Regions from separate parts of the Mus musculus genome. Here region 1 is linked to region 2. Evidence: chromatin contacts called from public HiChIP or PLAC-seq data. All regions are on one chromosome and are shown on one strand. The core of a region is the stretch at or near the end of the contact, and the rest is flanking DNA. Distances in the headings are between cores, read along the strand shown. Region 1 holds the start of Slc7a6 (solute carrier family 7 (cationic amino acid transporter, y+ system), member 6). Region 2 has its middle 20 kb from the start of Gm39238.

Region 1 (4,077 bases), core at 643-3,142, 210 kb after region 2:
AAAATATTAACTTATAGAAAGCATTAGGATACTATTTCCTCTTGTAAGGAGGCAGAGGCAGGAAGATCTCTGAGTTCAAGGTCAGCATGGTGAGTTCCAGGACAGCCAGGGCTACACAGAGAAACCCTGATTCTAAGAGCATCATTTACACAACTTTTATAGAACATCTCCACACTCTAGAATTTCCTCTACCAAGAAACTTAGCAGACCAGCCACATAAATGAAACATGCTTTTGGTTTAAAAAAAAGGGGGGGGGGGCAGGGACAGGCTGATCTCTGAGTTCAAGGCCATCCTTGTCTACAGAGAAGAGTCCAGCCAGGGCTAAACACAGAAGCCCTGTCTCCAGTGGGGAAGGGTATGGAGAGGGGATCAGGCTTATGGTTTCCATCTTTGTCTCTCTTTTTCTCTTTGGTTCGAGGTGCTAGAAATGAAACCCACTTGCATGGCAAGTACTGCCTTCTCTCTCCACCAGGGTGGTGATTTTTCCACACATTTGCCAGGAAAGAAAAATCAAATATAACTCAAGTAAACAGCCTAAGACCCATGTCGGGAAGCAAAAGCTATCTGTATGAAATCACAATGGAACTTGAACAAAATAGGAAGCCTGGGTAGATTCCTCAAGGACCTCACCAGGTAAAGAAGTAAAAATGACCCCAGGAAGCAGTTGCAGACTTTAAAATCTGCTCCCCCTAAGTCTTTAAATCCGAGATCGATTGGCTCTCAGATATAAGGAGCCAAACAGCTGAGCATATATAGCCTGTTAGATGAGCTGCCCAAAACTGAGAGGGGTCGTTCTCCCCGCCCCCCAATAACAGCGGAGATTGCATTCTCTCCAACACATAACCCAGTGATCTCGATTGGTTCCCCAAGACTTGTTAAATTAGGTGTTTTCTATTTATACTGACCCATTACACAACGCGGTGACCAGCCTTTTGGCTTGGTGTGCAGAGTAACAGAAATTTTCCGAACATTTCCCAAATATTTCCTGATAATTGTGACATGAGATGGTCCAATGAGACGACAAAATACAGGAGACACTCAAAAGAGTAAGAGCACCGTGTTCCCAAACGCCAATACCTCAGCACTCTAAAAGTCCCAACCGGAGTCAGAGGTTTCAACAGCCCCCAAGAAGCTGCATTCCTGCATTCACACACCCGCCCTGCTGTCTCTGCCCTCCTCACACACAACGGCTTCTTCCTCCTCCTCCTCCTCCTCCTCCTCCGCCACCTCTCAGTGCTCCAGGGAGGTTCACCCAGGCTCGCACGGTCACGGACTGCGAAGGGCTCAGTCCTTCAGCCTTCACGCCCGCTTCTCTCACACTCAAACCTCCTTCACCGTCTCCGTCTCTCTCAGGGTCGCACACACTCCAGAGCCACCCTCACGCCCACGGTTTTCCTCCTCGCACTCTGGGTTTTTCCGTCTACACACACACACAAACAAACACACACACACACACACACACACACACACACGGCCCCTTACACTCACCATCTCACAGTTTTTCACAAACAGTCCCCCTTACACTCGGGATCTTGCACACTCACAAAGCCACCCTCGGGGTCTCTCTCCCCACACACGCGCCCGCGCGCGCGCCTGCGTCTTCCTCACACGGCGGTCCACTCCAGGGATCCACGCTCCCGGCGTCCTCTTCTCAGCCGCCGCGTCTCTCCCGCGCCCTCCGCCCCACGCGGTTTCCGGCCCCGCATCCAGCACGCGGCCACGGAGGCCACGCAAGAGTGTTCGGCCGCACACCAGAACGACCCCGAGCCGAACCGGAGCCAGCCCCTCACCTCCTCGGCCTCGCCAGCTACCTCCTCGTGGCCCGGAGCTTCCAGGATGCTCGGTCGCGCCGTCGCCCCGGCGGCCGCTCAAGCCCCGCCCACGCCACGTCACTCGCACCGGATCGCGACAGCGCGCGCCGCCAGGGGACCCGGCTCGGAGCGGGGGCCCCAGGCGGCGTTGCTTCCGGGCACTGGAGCACGCCGGGGCCCTGGGCGATCCGCGTACCGTTACGGAGCAGCCTCCAGCAGGCCGCGCCCGGACTCTCCCCGCGGGCTGTGACTGGGGTGCGGTCACCCTCACCTGGGATGGACACTCCCCGGCTCCCCACGCAGTCACTTGAAGCCTCTGGGGCTCCACGTGAGGATGCTGCTGCTTGGAGCTCTAACGGGCCCACACACACCTTCTCCTCCTTGGCCTTTGGGGACTGCACGCCCAGTGGGACCCCAGACAGTTGACACAAAGAGCTCTGGACCGCCTCCCTATCTAGATAACTGCCTCCCTTCAGCCCGGGAACCCAGGAAGAAATACACTCCCGGGACCGGTGCTCTGACACTCAGTTCAGACTCCATTAGACCCAGGAAGGCTGCCACTTCTGGCTCTCTTCGCTTTGTCCTGGTCTCCCCCGACCCTGCTGACACCCCTCTTGGGGATGCTGGGACATCCTGACCTTTTCTTCTCCCGTTGGTTGCTCCTCTATCTCCTTTTAGGTTATCTTTTTCCTCTAGTGGCGCTGGCGTTCATTCTAAGACTTCCTGCCTTTTATATTCCACCGGACCTTCTAACAACTGACCAGTCTGGCAGGGATAAATATAGTCTAACGAGACAGTTGTGCTTTTCTCGTAGGCTATCAGACTTTAAAAACAAAACAAAACAAAAAAAAAAAAAAAAAAACAAAAAACAAGAACAAAAAACCCAAGAAATCAGTATTTCCTCCAGGAATAGCCTGCTAGGAGATCAAGTGGACGAAACATCTAAAGGAGGAACATATCTCCTGGCTAAATATTTACAACTTGTCAGATACCTTGAAAGAAACAGACTTGGGAGTTTGTTTGCAAGGGACCCCATTCTTTCTGCATTTCTCGCTTAAGATTTAAACCTTATTGAGAGATAAGTAGTGTGCCGGGCAATAGTGCCCATACCTTTAATCTCAGCATTCAGGAGGCAGTGGGAAGTCACTCTATGTGAATTCGAGGCCATCCTGGTCTACAAATCGAGTCCAGGACAGCCAGGGTTCTGTTACACTTAAACTTTGGAAAAACCAAATAATTAACTAAACCTCTCCTAAAGTGCTCTCCTTCCTCCTTCCTGATGAATGAAAAAAACAGGGACATGATCACTCCTAGGTATGGTTGAAGAGAAGGTTTTTTGTTTTTTGTTTTTTGAGACAGGGTTTCTCTGTATAGCCCTGGCTGTCCTGGAACTCACTCTGTAGACCAGGCTGGCCTCAGACTCAGAAATCCACCTGCCTCTGCCTCCCAAGTGCTAGAATTAAAGGCATTGCACCACCACTGCCCGGCGAAGAGAAGGTTTTTATTGTAGCTATTAGGGAGAGCACAGCCAGAGGCATTTGGAAGAATCCAGCCTGAACATAGCCAACAGGATAGACCAGGCCATGAGAGGTGACAGGGTGGGGGAAAGCAGGAAAAGAGAGAGAGAGAGAGAGAGAGAGAGAGAGAGAGAGAGAGAGAGAGAGCAAGCAAATGAATGAAGAGAGGTGGCAAGGACCAAGAGGCCATGAGAAGAACCAAGAGAACACTTAGCCAAAATGTCAGAGAGTATACAGGAAAGAGAAGCTGGTGAGAAATACTAATTCTTTTTTTTTTTTCTTTTGGTTTTTCTAGACAGGGTTTCTCTGTATAGCTCTGGCTGTCCTAGAACTCACTTTGTAGACCAGGCTGGCCTCGAACTCAGAAATCTGCCTGCCTCTGCTTCCTGAGTGCTGGGATTAAAGGCTTGCGCCACCACACCTGGCTCGAGAAATACTAATACAATTTCTTGATTGGGTAGTAACAGAGCCTGGCCTCGTCCACTTTAACATGTTAATAGGAACCACACAGCCTTTGGTCCCAGGTTTCTTAGGAAGTTAACAACCTATAGGCGTAGGATGCAGTCCTTGAGGACCCCTTGTTGGTGCTGCCCCTTTTGGGTTCTCGTCTTCGAAACCTTGATCAGTCTCTGACGCAGCTCAAAGGGGCCCTGAGTTCAGGCTCCAGCTCCAAAGAAGGAGCATGGCAGGAATCCAACAGATCTGAGGATGAGGGAGGCTCCCCAGCACAAGCCAGCAGCCAGACTCT
Region 2 (4,215 bases), core at 92-2,591:
GCCTGACAGCCTGCGTTCCATCCCTGAGACCCAAATGGTGGAAAAGGGAAAACTGAATCCCACCAGTTGAATGTTATTTAAAAACCTCTAGGGAAGGTACAAATATTACATTCCTACTTTCTTGTTTCTGCCATTGGCCAGAGCCTTGCTTGGTACCACAATGAAGTCTCATTTGACTCAAACTTGGGGTCCTTTAAGAGGGACAATGTCCTCTTATTTAAACTGTTTATTAGCCCCACTCAGAAATCTGGGAACCTCATGAGGGCTGAGAGGGCAACCTGCTTCTTCTGGTGCTCAGTTGGTTAGCAGCCAGGGCATCTCTCTGATATACAGGGTTCAGGCTGCGCAGACTCAAAGAGAAGCGCAGAGGAAATGTGTAGGTGTAGCTTGTGTCTTGGGGGCAAGACAGTGACAGGAGTAAGAAATGGAGAACGTGACGTCAAGGTTAAGATGAGGAAGCCAGTTTGCAGAGGAAGACTGGAAGCCCTTCTTTACCTGGGCTTCCTCCAACGAACAGAGCATGCTCAGAAAAAAGGGTCCTCCAGGTATAAACAGGAGAGATGTGGAGTATAAAGGACCACACACTGCAGTGGCCAAAGACTTTTTGGGTTCCTTCCTCAGCACATAAGTTCCTTTCCAGTCTCGGGAGTGGTTTTCCTGTTTTGATAAGCTATTTCTATTATATTCAGTTCCAACTTAAACGGAGTGACTTTTTCTCCATCTCGTTCATTCCTGGCAGCTGCCAAGATGTACAGTTTGCCTGCTCTGTTGTTTTTTCTTGCAAAATCTAAATAAAACTGTCCCCAAACTTCCTTGTGATCCCACTTTAAAATTATTTTATCAATGAGATTGCCACCCCCCCCCCTCCCAGGGGAACCTCCGTTTCCCTAGAAACAAGACTATACTACCCTGATCCATGCACCAACATCTGCCGCTCCAGGGGGTGTCAAGGTATCAGGCCTGGGAGAATGTTTGCTATACTAATATACTAAGAACCCAGCCTCCCTCCCCTCCCCGGACCTTCCGCATTCCTCCCTTTCCAGAGGAACACTGCCCTCCCGCCCCCCCTTCCCACCCCCACCCCGCTCCCAGCAGCACCACCAAGGCAGGGCTGCAAGAGATATGCACTACTCCCCTGCCTCCACCTGGGTCCTCAGGAGGGATTTGTTCACTGGGTCCAGAGCTGCTCAGCCTGGATATCTGGCCTAAGCTCAATTGCCTCCTGCTAGACTTTCTTCCTGTGGTTTTGCAGGCTGGCACTACCACTCAGTACCCAGCTCTGACTTAACTATCAAAGGACCGGTGGAATGACCTGGCTGAGAATGACAGCTACAAGCCTAGCCCTGCTCTCTGTGCCAGGCACTGCTCAGCCCTGCACCAACCTTATCTTCTGCACTGAGTCAGAGTCTAGCTGGACTCTAGCCTTAGACGCCTGACAGCTCTTTCTGAGCCTGGGGAGAGCCTGGCCAACAGGAAGGCCTCGTTCACCCAGCAGACCTGACCCAGGCAGTCTCTCTTTGAGACACTCCATAAACAAGGTCAGGTGGTGCTAGTGGCATCTCAGGACAGGGAACATGCCAAGGTAGCAACAGGGACTGAGCCAATGACCCCCAGGAAGCTCCCAGAAGTGCATCCCAGAAAGTCAAGGGTGGATGTCCTGGAATCCCCTGGAGCTTAGGCCAACAAGGTTGACCATTTCTGGCTAGGGCTTTGGTGGCCTGTCTCCCCTCTCTGGGTCTCTGCTTCATCACCTATCAAATGGCAGGTAAAGTGGGTGGCTCTAAGTGCCTTCCTGGTTCTGGACATAGATTCTGAGAACCCAGAGGCATCAAGATTCATAGACAAGTCCCAGGCAGGAAGCCATTGATCCAGAGATACTTTCCTCTCAACCAAACCAAATTCTCCCACTGGCCTGACTTAGACCTCCGGTGGGGAGCTACTCACTGCTGACACTCAGTGTCAACTGGCCGGTAAGTGGCCATCTGAGCAAGAGAAACGGGAAGAATGGCTTCAGTGTATTTCAACCTGGTTCGAAAGACCTGAGCCCCAAGTCTTCACCATCCATGACCCAGGCCAGAGAAGAGGGACACAAACACAGCTGGCAGGTCCTTTGATCAGGGTCCAGCATCAGCTCAATGGGGTGAAATACTGTTTTGTGATCTCCCTATCTAGGTGGCACAGAGATGGAAATGGGCTGCCTGCTTTTACCATGCATCTCCAAGGATTTTTCATCCACAAGCAATCCCCGCACCTCTGCCTGCTGTCCCTCCCTCCTCTGTCCCTTGGCACTGCACACTGTTCTGAAGGTGAACTCTGGTTGTGGCAGGTGTCACTCCTCTGGGTTCATCTGTGGGTTGTGGAGATGACAAGACATGCAGGACTGGTGTTCTGCTCACTGTGTACAGCCAAACAACAACAACCACCACCACAGGAGTCCCTTGTTCCAAAAGCTTGGTGGTGATTACAGCTGAGACTCAACTTTCAGCAAGTGTTAAGACCTCTCCATCCCAGGTTCTAATTTCCCCTCCATTACGTCCCAGTCTTGAAGAAGGACTATCCAAGGGAAACTGAGTTCTCTCTTTCCTAGAAGTTCAAGGATATGGTCCTTGGGACTTCATCAACTCCCTGAGGAATTGGGAGGAGCAGGAGGGGATTTCTGTGCTTTTGTGTTACAGGTGACTGAGCTGCTGGGAGCCATTTCAGGCTAATAGCTGTGGAATGTGTGTCAGTGGCTTCCTGCTAGCCGGGTGTCCCCCTACAGTCATCTGTAGGGCTGCCCAGACGGCAGGCGAGGGATGAGTCGGGGATCTGGGTAGATATGTGCCCTGGCCCAACTGTCACGGCTGAGTGATCATTAAAGGCTTCTCTGCTGGGACCTAACCGCCAGCCTCCATCCCTCCAACCATGCCCCATCTGTTTATTGTTTATACAATCCATGTTTGCTGGTGACTGATGACAACAGTTTGAGTAGAGCCAGGGAGACTGGAGGCAGCCCTGGACTCGTGCCAACCACCCTGCTGGGCTTTGAATTATCCCACCACTGCTCCACTCAGAGTCTCCTTTGCTTCTTCCTACGGAATCTTCCTGTGGTGGTCCGTGCCTGATGGTTTGTCTCCTCCATTTTGGCTTTAAGGGATCTTTCTAACCCAAACCACATCTAATCACTGTGTTGTGGGGAAGCTGTTAGTGTTCCCCGTGATGAATGTTGTCTCAATTACTTAGCCGGGCCTTCCTGGGTCATCTCTGGATCTGATAAGGATTATTGAAATATAAATGAATGGATAGATAAATGAAGAAATGAGCACAACTCGAATTCCAGTGGAGCTTATGCCCTATAGATTATATTATCTCTTAACATCAGGATTCCAAGTCCCAAACAGGGGACTTGACCAAAGAAAAAGGCCAGGCCCCAGCAGAGGCTATGCAGACAGTGACATCGGACCTGACTATTGTCTACCAGGTCTTTCCATCAGAGGATAGGTCTAAATCAACATCCTTTTACCCAGGAAAAGAAAAGTCCTCAGGGCTCTGGCCTCCTAGAATATGTTTTCTTTCTGGGGGGGTTCTAGCTGGGGACCACGTCTGCAGAGTCTGAGATCAGTCCTGCAACCCTTGGGGGCCCTGACACCAGCTCAGATATGTGCTCGTGTGGAAACTAGTTTCTATGATTGATATTTGGCCTATAATTTATGAGATTTGTCATCTTCAAGGCCAGAGGAACTATCTCAAGGGCTCTGTCCTTTGTGACCTCCGATCCTGCTCAAGTTCTCCACCCTCTAAAGCATCCCCGGAGCTGGCAGCCAGCTGAGAGGACGCAGCATCCCTGAAAGATTTCCAGATACTCCCCACTCCTTGCCCCAGGCCCTGAGACTTTGGTGGAAGTCACGAACTGGACAAATCCAGTGGGGACTCAGTTCTGAAATCCTTCCTGCAGTTTGCAGCAGCCAATCGAGAAAGGGCATGTGGGAGCCTCAGAGAGGAGGAAATGTAAAATGGAGCAAGCGCTTTGGAAAAGTTCTTCTGAAATATCTTTTAAAAAACGAACCATAGAGCCTGAGATGACTCAGCAGGTGGAGGTGCTTGCAGCTGAGTCTCCATCTGGAAGAAAATAATTGATTCTTATAGGTTGTCCTCTGGTCTCCATATGGGCACCGTGACACATGCGCACTATCCCAGCCTCTGCCACACACACACACACACACACACACACACACA

What was found. HiChIP or PLAC-seq counts read pairs in DNA pulled down with a chosen protein or histone mark.
Region 1: a FOXA1 HiChIP or PLAC-seq map of pancreatic cancer cells shows a contact between it and region 2. The contact joins the promoter of Slc7a6 here to the enhancer-like site in region 2. A contact is called at or near these places in 3 of 39 promoter capture datasets (the C10 cell line, frontonasal cranial neural crest and hematopoietic stem and progenitor cells), 1 of 484 Hi-C or Micro-C datasets (nephron progenitors), 6 of 115 datasets of contacts at active chromatin or transcription factors (T-cell acute lymphoblastic leukemia, bone marrow-derived macrophages, embryonic stem cells and 3 more) and 3 of 9 other capture datasets (adipose tissue, embryonic stem cells and liver).

What each region holds. Positions count from the first base shown.
Region 1 is chr8:106,166,669-106,170,745 of GRCm38.p6, reverse strand. Slc7a6 (solute carrier family 7 (cationic amino acid transporter, y+ system), member 6) reads right to left here and starts at 1,892. Exons shown (of 10, transcript NM_178798.4): 1 at 1,792-1,892.
Region 2 is chr8:106,375,752-106,379,966 of GRCm38.p6, reverse strand. No RefSeq gene overlaps it. Among named protein-coding and RNA genes, the nearest start is that of Gm39238, 20 kb to the right of the region's middle. Within about 2 kb of position 1,341, at least 62 of the 459 cell types and tissues checked have an H3K27ac peak or open chromatin away from gene starts, as enhancers often do. A contact at or near this core is called in adipose tissue and pancreatic cancer cells, where this site is marked.